2 separate regions of the Ovis aries genome follow, and region 1 is linked to region 2. The links are chromatin contacts, called in public Hi-C maps. All regions are on one chromosome and are shown on one strand. The core of a region is the stretch at or near the end of the contact, and the rest is flanking DNA. Distances in the headings are between cores, read along the strand shown.

Region 1 (5,231 bases), core at 1,386-3,885, 140 kb before region 2:
GTATTCAAGCTGGAGGTGCGGGGGCCGGGGGGAGCTGACCTGAGCTGTCAGAGGGGAGCTAGGGCCCTGCTAGGGCCAGCAGAGAAGAAACACAATCTAAGCTCCTTCAGAATTTGCCAGGCCCACAGCTTACCTGCAACCCTGTAAAAATCTAAAAACTGGCATAGAATGATTACATCTCCTCACTCACAGCAAGAGGCCCCTAATCCTTTCCCACAGGTTTGACTCCCCTCTGGAGACTTCTGTCTATCCAGAGGCCTCTAGTCCCTGTGAGATGACATAGCATTTATAGGCACAGGTCACACTCAGGTCCAGGCCTGCTCTAACCTAGCCCCCAGCTCTGGAAACCCAGCCACCTGCTACCCCAGGTCCAAGACCTGAGTGCTTTGGTCCTGCCCCGTCACCTTATTTGGTCCTCTGCCCCGTCAGAAGTTGATTCGCTGCCACATTCACCCCTCCTGGTATCTTAATTTTCTGCCTGTCATTCCACTTTGGGGCCTGCAGCCCTGTGGCCCTTCACCCTCCCAAGGATTGGGGCTTGTACCCCAGGGCCCAGGACAAAGCCAGACGCTGCTATAACAGTTCTCCTATGCCTCCTCCTACTGGATGGCTCCCGACTCCTTCCTGCTAGAGGTCCCCATGAACAAAGACCCACCCCCTCAGTGGCTCCTTCCTTTGCTGGTCTCATTCCCACGGTTCTGTTTATAATCAGTTGATGAGTATTTCTGAGCATGACATGTTCCGCACACCTTACTCTCCCCCCTGGAACACAGACTCCACAGCCAGTTCTGGAGATCCGGGTTGCCATCAGGAGTTCTTTCGAGCTGGATTGCCTCCCAGGGGCCTTGTGGATTTAGCTTTTCTGGGGTGACCTGAGAATTCTGCAAATGACCAGGAGCAAGAACCTCCAGAAAAACTCCTAGGCTGAAAGCGGTCCCATAAGGACAAGCTGGACCACAAGCGGGCAATGTCGGCCAACGGTGCTTCACTGAATTAAGGTCGCCTTCCTCTTGTAGCTTTGAGGGAAGGATGGAACGTTCTTTACGGGAATAAGTTTATGTTAAGTTACATGAAATGAAAAAGGAGTGTCTGATGAAACATTCAAGGCTTTTGGGGGGACTACTTCAGCATTAGCATAGGGGAGACGTTCCATATCTCATTCAGGACATTCTAGAATACCAGCTCAGGGCAAGCGTAATAGCAGCTATACCATCTAGCTCCTAGCTCACCTGTGGTAATGTGGGGACAAGGATAACAGGCCTATAAGAAGCAGGGCAGGTTTCATGGTTCCAGTGCTTATGTGCAGAAACTGCATTCTCGGAGGGTTCCAATAACTTGCCAGGGTCTTGACTTAGTCAATGGCAGAGCTCGACCCAGGACCCCAGGACCTCAATCCCTGGGTCAGAACATTTTCCAGTGCTCCACTGGGCCCTTCCTGCCACCCCAGAGGAGTTATTCAGAAATTGGTTGAATTTTCAGCCTCAGGGCTGAAAGCCCCTGAGGCCCAAGCTGGAGGGTCTCCACACCCCATTTCCAGCTCTGAACAATCCTAGTCCAGAATTTCATCCTTATGCCAACTCTTCATCGGAGTAGGCCTCCCATCAGGAGCTTCCACCTCGTTAGAGCATAAGGGCACCTGTATTCAGGCTTCACCACTGGCTTACTGCTTCAGTAAGCCCAGTATGTAAAGCCGTTGGATTTATAGAAATTAGAGATTGGGAGGGAAGCAGCTTTGTGAAATGATACATATAATTCTTTTAGATAGCAAGGTTCCCACACCCATCACTGTACTTCCCAGGCGTTTAATTTATATCCACTTTTGTGGGGATTCATCTGCTGCTAATTTACTCATACCACAGTAGAGAGATCAAACAAGGAAAGTGGTCAGAAGTAAGGCCTCTGGTTCTGCTTGGAGGCTGTAAGGATGAAAAGGAGAAAATGTAGCTCCTTGACCCTCTGCCACTCTGGCCTACCTACCTCCCACTCACTAGCCAGAAGGGAGCTACAGCTTGATCAGGGCCATCGGCTACACTGACCCTTGACTGCCTCTGCTGTGAGACAGCATGTCCTGCCCTCATCCTGCTCTAGAGGGAAAATGAGACAAGCACCAGGTCACTTAACACAAGACAGCTAGAGATGCACAAAGGACAGTTTCACAGGTGGCAGTAGCTGGGATAGCCCTTGAAGTCTGGAGGGACTTTCCTAGGTAGAGATAAAGGGGAGAGGGGTTTGTAGGCTGAGAAAACTGCCAGCAAAAAGTCAGGAAGGCATGTGAGCTTGAGTGTGCCTAGAGAATGTCGAGAAGCATTGTCCCTCTCCAATCAGATCACATGCTCCACAAAGGTGAGAAGTGCATATGATGAGCCTCGGGATCCAGCACAGGGTCATGAACCTGGAAGGGGCTTGTGAAGTATCGTTCTGGGTGAACTTCTCAAAAGGCAGCACCGTCCCCTGGGGTACTGAGGCAGCTGTGTTGACAGCGAACTGAATTCCTAGCACCTACATGCTATGTCAGTTATCAATTTATTGCCTGTCAACTGTAAATCCACCCTTCATTGCCCAGCTCCTGATCCTGAAGCAAAGCCCTGTAAGCATCTCTCTTGCCAGCTCCTGATATTAAGCTTTGTCAGCAGAGGGCGCTAAAGAGACATTGTACTGTTCATGGGGTTCTCAAGGCAAGAAAACTGAAGTGGTTGGCCATTCCCTTCTCCAGTGGACCACATTTTGCCAGAACTCTCCACCATGACCTGTCCGTCTTGGGTGGCCCTACACGGCATGGCTCAGTTTCCTTGAGTTAGGCAAGGCTGTAGTCCATGTGATCAGATTGGCTTGTTTTCTGTGATTGTGGTTTTCAGTCTGTCTGCCCTCTGATGGAGAAGGATAAGAGGCTTACGGAAGCTTCCTGATGGGAGAGACTGACAGATGGATTATATTCTTTCCAGCCAAAGATGGAGAAGCTGTATACAGTCAGCAAAAACAAGACCAGGAGCTGACTGTGGCTTAGATCATGAACTAAGTGAAGTCGCTCAGTCGTGTCCAACTCTTAGCGACCCCATGGACTGTAGCCTACCATGCTCCTCTGTCCATGGGATTTTCCAGGCAAGAATACTGGAGTGGGCTGCCATTTCCTTCACCATAGGACCTTCTCAACCCAGGGATCGAACCTGGGTCTCCCGCATTGTAGGCAGACGCTTTTACCATCTGAGCCACCAGGGAAGTCCCTATATCAAATCCCTTACAATTATACAGTGGAAGTGAGAGATCGATTTAAGGGACTAGGTCTGATAGACAGAGTGCCTGATGAACTATGGATGGAGATTCATGACACTGTACAGGAGACAGGGATCAAGACAATCTCCAAGAAAAAGAAATGCAAAAAAGCAAAATGGCTGCATGAGGAAGCCTTACAAATAGCTGTGAATAGAAGAGAAGCAAAAAGCAAAGGAGAAAAGGAAAGATATACCCATATGAATGCAGAGTTCCAAAGAATAGCAAGGAGAGATAAGAAAGCCTCCCTCAGTAATCAGTGCAAAAAAATAGAGGAAAACAATGGGATGGGAAAGTTGAGAGATCTTTTCAAGAAAATTAGAGATACCCAGGGGACATTTCATGCAAAGATGGGCACAATAAAGGACAGATGGTACGGACCTAACAGAAGCAGAAGATATTAAGAAGAGGTGGCAAGAATACACAGAACTGTACAAAAAAGATCTTCACGACCCAGATAATCACCATGGTGTGATTACTCACCTAGAGCCAGACATCCTGGAATGTGAAGTCAAGTGGGCCTTAGGAAGCATCACTACAAACAAAGCTAGTGGAGGTGATGGAATTCCAGTTGAGCTATTTCAAATCCTGAAAGATGATGCTGTGAAAGTGCTGCACTCAATATGCCAGCAAATTTGGAAAACTCAGGAGTATTCACAGGACTGGAAAAGTCACTTTTCATTCCAGTCCCTAAGAAAAGCAATGCCAAAGAATGCTCAAACTACCACACAATTGCACTCATCTCACACGCTAGTAAAGTAATGCTCAAAATTCTCCAAACCAGGCTTCAGCAGTACGTGAACCGTAAACTTCCAGGTGTTCAAGCTGATTTTAGAACAGGCAGAGGAACCAGAGATCGAATTGCCAACATCTGCTGGATCATCGAAAAAGCAAGAGAGTTCCAGAAAAAAAAAATCTATTTCTGCTTTATTGACTATGCCAAAGCCTTTGATTGTGTGGATCGCAATAAACTGGAAAATTCTGAAGGAGATGGGAATACCAGATCACCTAACCTGCCTCTTGAGAAACCTGTATGCAGGTCAGGAAGCAACAGTTAGAACTGGACATGGAACAACAGACTTGCTCCAAATAGGAAAAGGAGTACATCAAGGCTGTATCTTGAAACCCTGCTTATTTAACTTATCTGCAGAGTACATCACGAGAAACGCTGGGCTGGATGAAGCACAAGCTGGAATCAAGATTGCTGGGAGAAATATCAATAACCTCAGATATGCAGATGATACCACCCTTATGGCAGAAAGTGAAGAACTAAAGAGCTTCTTGATGAAAGTGAAAGAGGAGAGTGAAAAAGTTGGCTTAAAGCTCAACATTCAGAAAACTAAGATCATGGCATCTGGCCCCATCACTTCATGGCAAATAGATGGAGAAACAGTGGAAACAGTGACAGACTTTATTTGGGGGGGGGGGGCTCCAAAATCACTGCAGATGATGATTGCAGCCATGAAATTAAAAGACACTTGTGCCTTGAAGGAAAGTTATGATCAACCGAGACAGCATATTAAAAAGCAGAGACATTACTTTGCTAACAAAGGTCCATCTAGTCAAGGCTATGGTTTTTCCACTGGTCATGTATGGATGTGAGAGTTGGACTGTGAAGAAAGCTGAGTGCCAAAGAATTGATGCTTTTGGAGAAGACTCTAGAGAGTCCCTTGGACTGCAAGGAGATCCAACCAGTCCATTCTGAAGGAGATCAGCCCTGGGATTTCTTTGGAGGGAATGATGCTGAAGCTGAAACTCCAGTACTTTGGCCACCTCATGGGAAGAGTTGACTCCTTGGAAAAGACTCTGATGCTGGGAGGGATTGCGGGCAGGAGGAGAAGGGGACAACAGAGGATGAGATGGCTGGATGGCATCACTGACTCAATGGATGTGAGTCTGAGTGAACTCCGGGAGTTGGTGATGGACAGGGAAGCCTGGCGTGCTGCCATTCATAGGGTCGCAAA
Region 2 (5,427 bases), core at 1,836-4,335:
TTATTTTAGAATGGCTAAGAAACTCATTGTGTCTTTCAGAAATGCAAAAGATGCACGAAAATAAACTGAAATGTCTTATAAGGTTTAAAGGTGCAATTGCTACATGTTTTTATCTTCATCATGTTTTATGATGACATAAAACATGACTATATAGGTTCACAATGTTATGATATCCAATGAACTCATGGCAAGAATCTATCAAACATTATGGACAATCTTTCAGCAAGCAATACACTACTGACTTGGGGGAAAATATCAGCTTCTTTATTCACTGTAAATAGACTAATAAGTGCTTGACTAATACTTTATTCTTCCAGTAAAAGAGAAATTACCTACATGTAAAAATCATTTATCAAGAAATAAGCCTTACCTTGTATGATAATGAACTTCTTTTAGAAGACACATTTGGTTTCACTACTAAATACAATACTAAATTGACGGCAGTTGCAGAAACAGAACAGATGTATAACCATGTCAAGTGTGTCTCCAATATTGAGAAGTTCTCCAAGAAGAATGATGGAATGAAGACGCTTAGGATAATTGAAAATATGCATAAAAGATGGGTATACAGTAGTTTCTTGATGTCAGTATCTTTCATGGTGTTTTCTTGAGTGGCTATCTAATGAAAAACAAATTAAGAAAAGAACATAGACAATAATGACTTTTTGCATTGTCCTAAATGCTTCGACATCTAAAAATAAGCCATGAACCAAAGTCAGTTTTCTATGGGTAAAAATGTCTAAGTGCTAGAGTACAATGGCATCCCACTCCAGCACTGCTGCCTGGAAAACCCCATGGACGGAGGAGCCTGGTGGGCCGCAGTCCATGGGGTCGCTACGAGTCAGACACGACTGAGTGACTTCACTTTCACTTTTCACTTTCATGCACTGGAGAAGGAAACAGCAATCCACTCCAATGTTCTTGCCTGGAGAATCCCAGGGACGGGGGAGCCTGGTGGGCTGCCGTCTATGGGGTCGCACAGAGTCGGGCACGACTGCAGCGACTCAGCGGCAGCAGCAGCAGCTAGAGAACAGGGAGATGCACACGTGGAAACATACATGTGGACTAACATGGTTCAGACTGTTCTCACAGCCTAAAAAAGGACACATTAACCAATTTCTTACATATTTGTGTTTAGTTTCTACAACATGGTCATGTGCTAGGACTATTTAAGCAATCCATTGTATTTTTCCTTTCCCAAAATCAGAGGTGAAAACAAAGGACATAGGTTAATAACTTGCCCTTTTGGAATTATAAGCTATGTATTCTAGGAACCCCATAATACACTTTGGGTGGACTGCTGGCATTTTTTACGATTATGGACCTTTGTCTAACATCACAGTAGTTCACATTTTCTAGCAAATGCCAAGTAACACCAGGTACACACTGGAATACTCAAATGGTGGCCAGTGTTATCAAGAGCCTTCAAAGAACATTATGCTAAACTAAGGAATCCCAGTGCTGCAAAAATACCAAAATGGCAATGTCCGTTACAGATGCCAGATTCCAACCAAAAGCAGGGTATGAATGAAAGGAAGAAAAATATTTACTTTCTTTCTATAAAACAGATATTTGATGTATGTACATATTTACAAATTACCTAACAGAGAGCTTATACATGGTATGGACTGATGTTAAGAAAGGAGTTAATTATTAAAGTAATAGTCCACAGGTTACACTGTGGTGAACAGTCCAGAAAAACATATATATACATACATATAGATATGGACAATGTGCTCATTCACACAGTCGTGTCCCATTCTTTGCGACCCCCACAGACTGTAGCCTGCCAGGCTCCTCTGTCCAAGGGATTGTTCCAGTCAGAATTGAACTCAGGTCTCCTGAGTTTCCTGCTTTGCAGGCACTGTGGAGGAGGAAATGGTAACCCACTCCAGTATTCTTGCCCATAAAATCCCATGGATAGAAGAGCATGGCGGGCTATAGTCCACAGGTTTGCAGAGAGTCAAACAGGACTGAGTGACTGAGCACTCTACCTACTGCTGAGCCACCAAGGAAGCCTATATATATAAACACACACACACATATATATGCATATGTATACATTTTATAGACACACACACAGGGCACCCACTAGGGCAAAAGGGCGAATCCACACCTTATCCCAACATTCTCATTAATTCACACTATACTTTTCAAAGGCAAATATTAATACTCTACTGATAAGGAAACAGGCTAAAAGAGATTAAGAAATACTCCGAGGTCTCAAGCTCTCAAGTGCTAAAGCCATTTCAAAACCTAGCCTCGCTGATATATACACGCCAAGGGGTCGAGAAGAGAATGAATGGCAAGAAAGGAAACGTTTCTCAAGGGTGCTATGCTCAGCTGAGGGCCGGGGAGGGAAATCTAGAATATATTCTCTCAGTAGACAACCCTTCAGATATTTTTCTGGGCCACCCTCAGAATCCCAACTGACCAAGCAGATCTGGACCTAAGACAGTGAGCAGTACCCAAACTCAGATGGCTGGCGGAATGAGTGAATGAACAAAGAGTTGGTCCAGTGCTGCCCTTCTGAGAAACCAGCCCTGTGTCAGGTCCTGGCCAGCCAAGGACGACTCTGGTCAGGTGCCGTCTCAGGTGGCCAGGAACCCAGCATCCGCAGTCAGACCTGACCCGGGCCCTCAAGCCTTGCAGAGGTAGAGAAGGCCCTTCTGAGCGACTCCTAGAGGAGCCTTGGCGGGACATTAACCTGCAGTTTCATCCCAAATTGTATCGCTCTGGACTCTGCCTAAGCCTGCCTCAACCGACCGGAGTGTGGGCAGCAAGGGACAAGCTGAGAAGCATAATCAAAGAATACAGACGTGGAGACCAACAGAAACGGAGGTACAGACACAGAAAGACGTATCTGAAAGAGGCCAGTCCATCAGGGAAACCCTTGGGTAACGCCGGAAGGGCGGCGCTCGAGGGGCAAGCAGGCGCCAATTGGCCGGGGACAGAGATTTCCGGCCAGATGGGCAGTTGGCGAAAGTGGCTTGCAGCCTCGGGAGGCTCGCATGCGGGGCCGTTCGGCTGGGCTTACCTATCTCTCCCGCCCGCCAAACGGAAGCGAGGGTTACTACCTCCCACCATCAGTTGCCACTCACTGCCCTGAGCCTCGCGCAGGCGCAGCCTGTGGGGCGGTGACCCAAGGCCTCACAGCCAATCGCAGAAGTGGAGGGGCGGACCAAGAAGACAGCCCCGCCTTCTCGCTCGCGTTCATTCCTCCCGCTGCTTTCCAGGTGCAGGATAGGCGGGGCGAAGGGCGGTGGGGCCGGAAGTGGGTTTTAGTAACCCGGAAGGGGAGTTCTTTCTTGGCTGTAGTGTTGATATCTTCCAGCTGCTGCTTGTTCTGCGGCTGAGGGTATCATCGCGAAAGGATGGTGTGCGAAAAATGTGAGTTAAGGAGACTTTTCTCCGGGAAAAAGAGGCTGGGAGACCCTAATTCGAACTCCCTGGGAACTTTGCCTTTCTCTGTTTTACTTTCGGCCACAGGCCTCCGATTCTTGTCTCTGTCCTTCTGTCTTGCTATTTGACCGTTCCGGCCCCTCCCCAATGACCTACAGTCCTGTATCTGTTGGATTCGGGGTGGTCTCAGTTTTGCCCCGTTTTGTCTATTTCGGTTGCTTCCGCTCGACCCCGGCTATCATCCTGTACTGCTTCTTGACAGGCTCCCTCGCTTCACAGACCCTCAGGGTTGGAATGGATCTTAAAAATCACTTCCACAACATCTGGAGTTGCTGGATTTAGCAAATAAAAGTACCCGACGCCCAGTTAAATTTGAATTTCAGGTAAACAACGAATAACTTTTAGTGTGAATATGTCCTATGCAGTATTTGAGACTTGGCCTTGTTTGCTTCTCCTTACTACTATTAAGTACTTTGTCCCAAAGCACGCACTTTTATGACATTTTTTACTGAAAAAGTATTCTTTGTTTATCTGAAATTTAAATCTCACTGGGTGTCCTGTGCTTTATCTAACAAGCCTAAATGAGGATCCCACCCAATGACTTAAGTGCTCTTTGCATGAATGCCTAGAGTACTGAGGCACGGGGCTAGGAGAATCTTACCATCTTCAAAGAAGTCCCTGTAGTTTTCACTGGCTTTTAGAGAAGTCTTTCCTCCTTATGGACTTCCCTGATGGCTCAGAATCTATAGAATCTGCCTGCAGTGCAGGTAGACCCGGGTTCCGTCCCGCGGTCCGGAAGATCACCTGGAGAAGGAATGGCAACCCACTCCGGTATTCTTCACTGGAGAATTCCATGAACAGAGCAGCCTGGCAGGTTACAGTCCGAGGTCGCAAAGAGTCAGACAGGACTGAGCGACTAACACTTTCCTCCTTATAGTTGCCATTTGGTGACTCTAATGCTAACCCTTGAGAGTTCTAGAAAATATGATTTTTTGACTTCACAAACTGGTTATAGGTTTAAAAAGAGCTGTCATATCCTCAAATACCTTTTTCCTACCGTTAGGTATGTCTGACTCTTCTGTAAAAAAGATTCAAGTTCTCATATCCTGATAATTAACATGATCCGTTTTGTTTCTGTCCCCACAGTGTATAAAACTTTGAACACAGACGCCCGTGAGTTTGAATCACAGTTTTTATATTAAGTGAAAGAATGACCATGGATGGTTTCTTTATTAAATTCTGAGTACAGAAAATAATTTGATGTTTTTATATTTGGAGCCTGGCATTCGGGAGGACCTCCCCCCCCCCACAATAAAGCCTCAGCTTACGTTTTAAACTTCATTTTTGCTAACCCTTATTTTCTTCGCTTCAGCCAAACCAAACTGTTTTGTATGCCTGGATGTACATAACCCTGAGTTTTCCATGCCTTTCCCCAGGATATGTCATTTTTCCAGGTTACCTTCATCCTCTTTTCTCCTCTTACCAATGCCATTGCCACTAACCCTCTCTATTGCCTTTCCCACAAAGGTTTCCTGGATTTCCCTGATCAACGTTATTTTTTTCTTCCATGGGATTTCTCCTAATACTACAATTCTGAATTGTTATACCTGTTATTTTCCAGCTTATATTTTAGTTGAATAGTTCTTAACTTTTGGGGGTGGTTCTCTCAGCCCTCTGAGAATGTGATGAAAACTATGGACTTAGTATAGTCTCCTTAAAAATGAATATACAAAAAGTTTGTGTACGGTTTTATCTTATTCCTATATCGTCTGTGGCCCACCTGTGAGAATCAGACTATGAACTACTGTTAGGGAAATCAGTGTGCTATAAACTCCTTAAAATCTAGACCTTTATCTAATTCATTTTACTTTTCTCTGTACTTTGTACAATGGCTTATACATCAGAGATGCTTAGTAAATATTTATGGATTGAATAGGTTTATCAGATTTGTTTATACATGTGCAGTTCAGTTCAGTTGCTCAGTCATGTCTGACTCTTTGCAGAGGAAGCCTATTATAAGCCATC

The links. A called contact is a pair of places that touch in the nucleus more often than the background predicts.
Region 1: a contact with region 2 is called in a Hi-C map of hypothalamus, with 5 times the contacts expected there. The contact joins the enhancer-like site here to the promoter of PIGF in region 2. A contact is called at or near these places in 9 of 16 Hi-C or Micro-C datasets (blood, hypothalamus, liver and 4 more).

What each region holds. Positions count from the first base shown.
Region 1 is chr3:77,863,990-77,869,220 of ARS-UI_Ramb_v3.0, reverse strand. The region is part of intron 2 of ATP6V1E2 (ATPase H+ transporting V1 subunit E2); the gene reads right to left. Among named protein-coding and RNA genes, the nearest start is that of TMEM247, 9.6 kb to the right of the region's middle. Within about 2 kb of position 2,635, at least 1 of the 54 cell types and tissues checked has an H3K27ac peak or open chromatin away from gene starts, as enhancers often do. A contact at or near this core is called in hypothalamus, where this site is marked.
Region 2 is chr3:77,723,448-77,728,874 of ARS-UI_Ramb_v3.0, reverse strand. PIGF (phosphatidylinositol glycan anchor biosynthesis class F) reads right to left here and starts at 3,085. Exons shown (of 6, transcript NM_001280695.1): 1 at 3,038-3,085; 2 at 371-619. The coding sequence starts at 598. It overlaps CRIPT (CXXC repeat containing interactor of PDZ3 domain), which reads left to right and starts at 3,311. Exons shown (of 5, transcript XM_004005974.6): 1 at 3,311-3,390. The coding sequence starts at 3,375.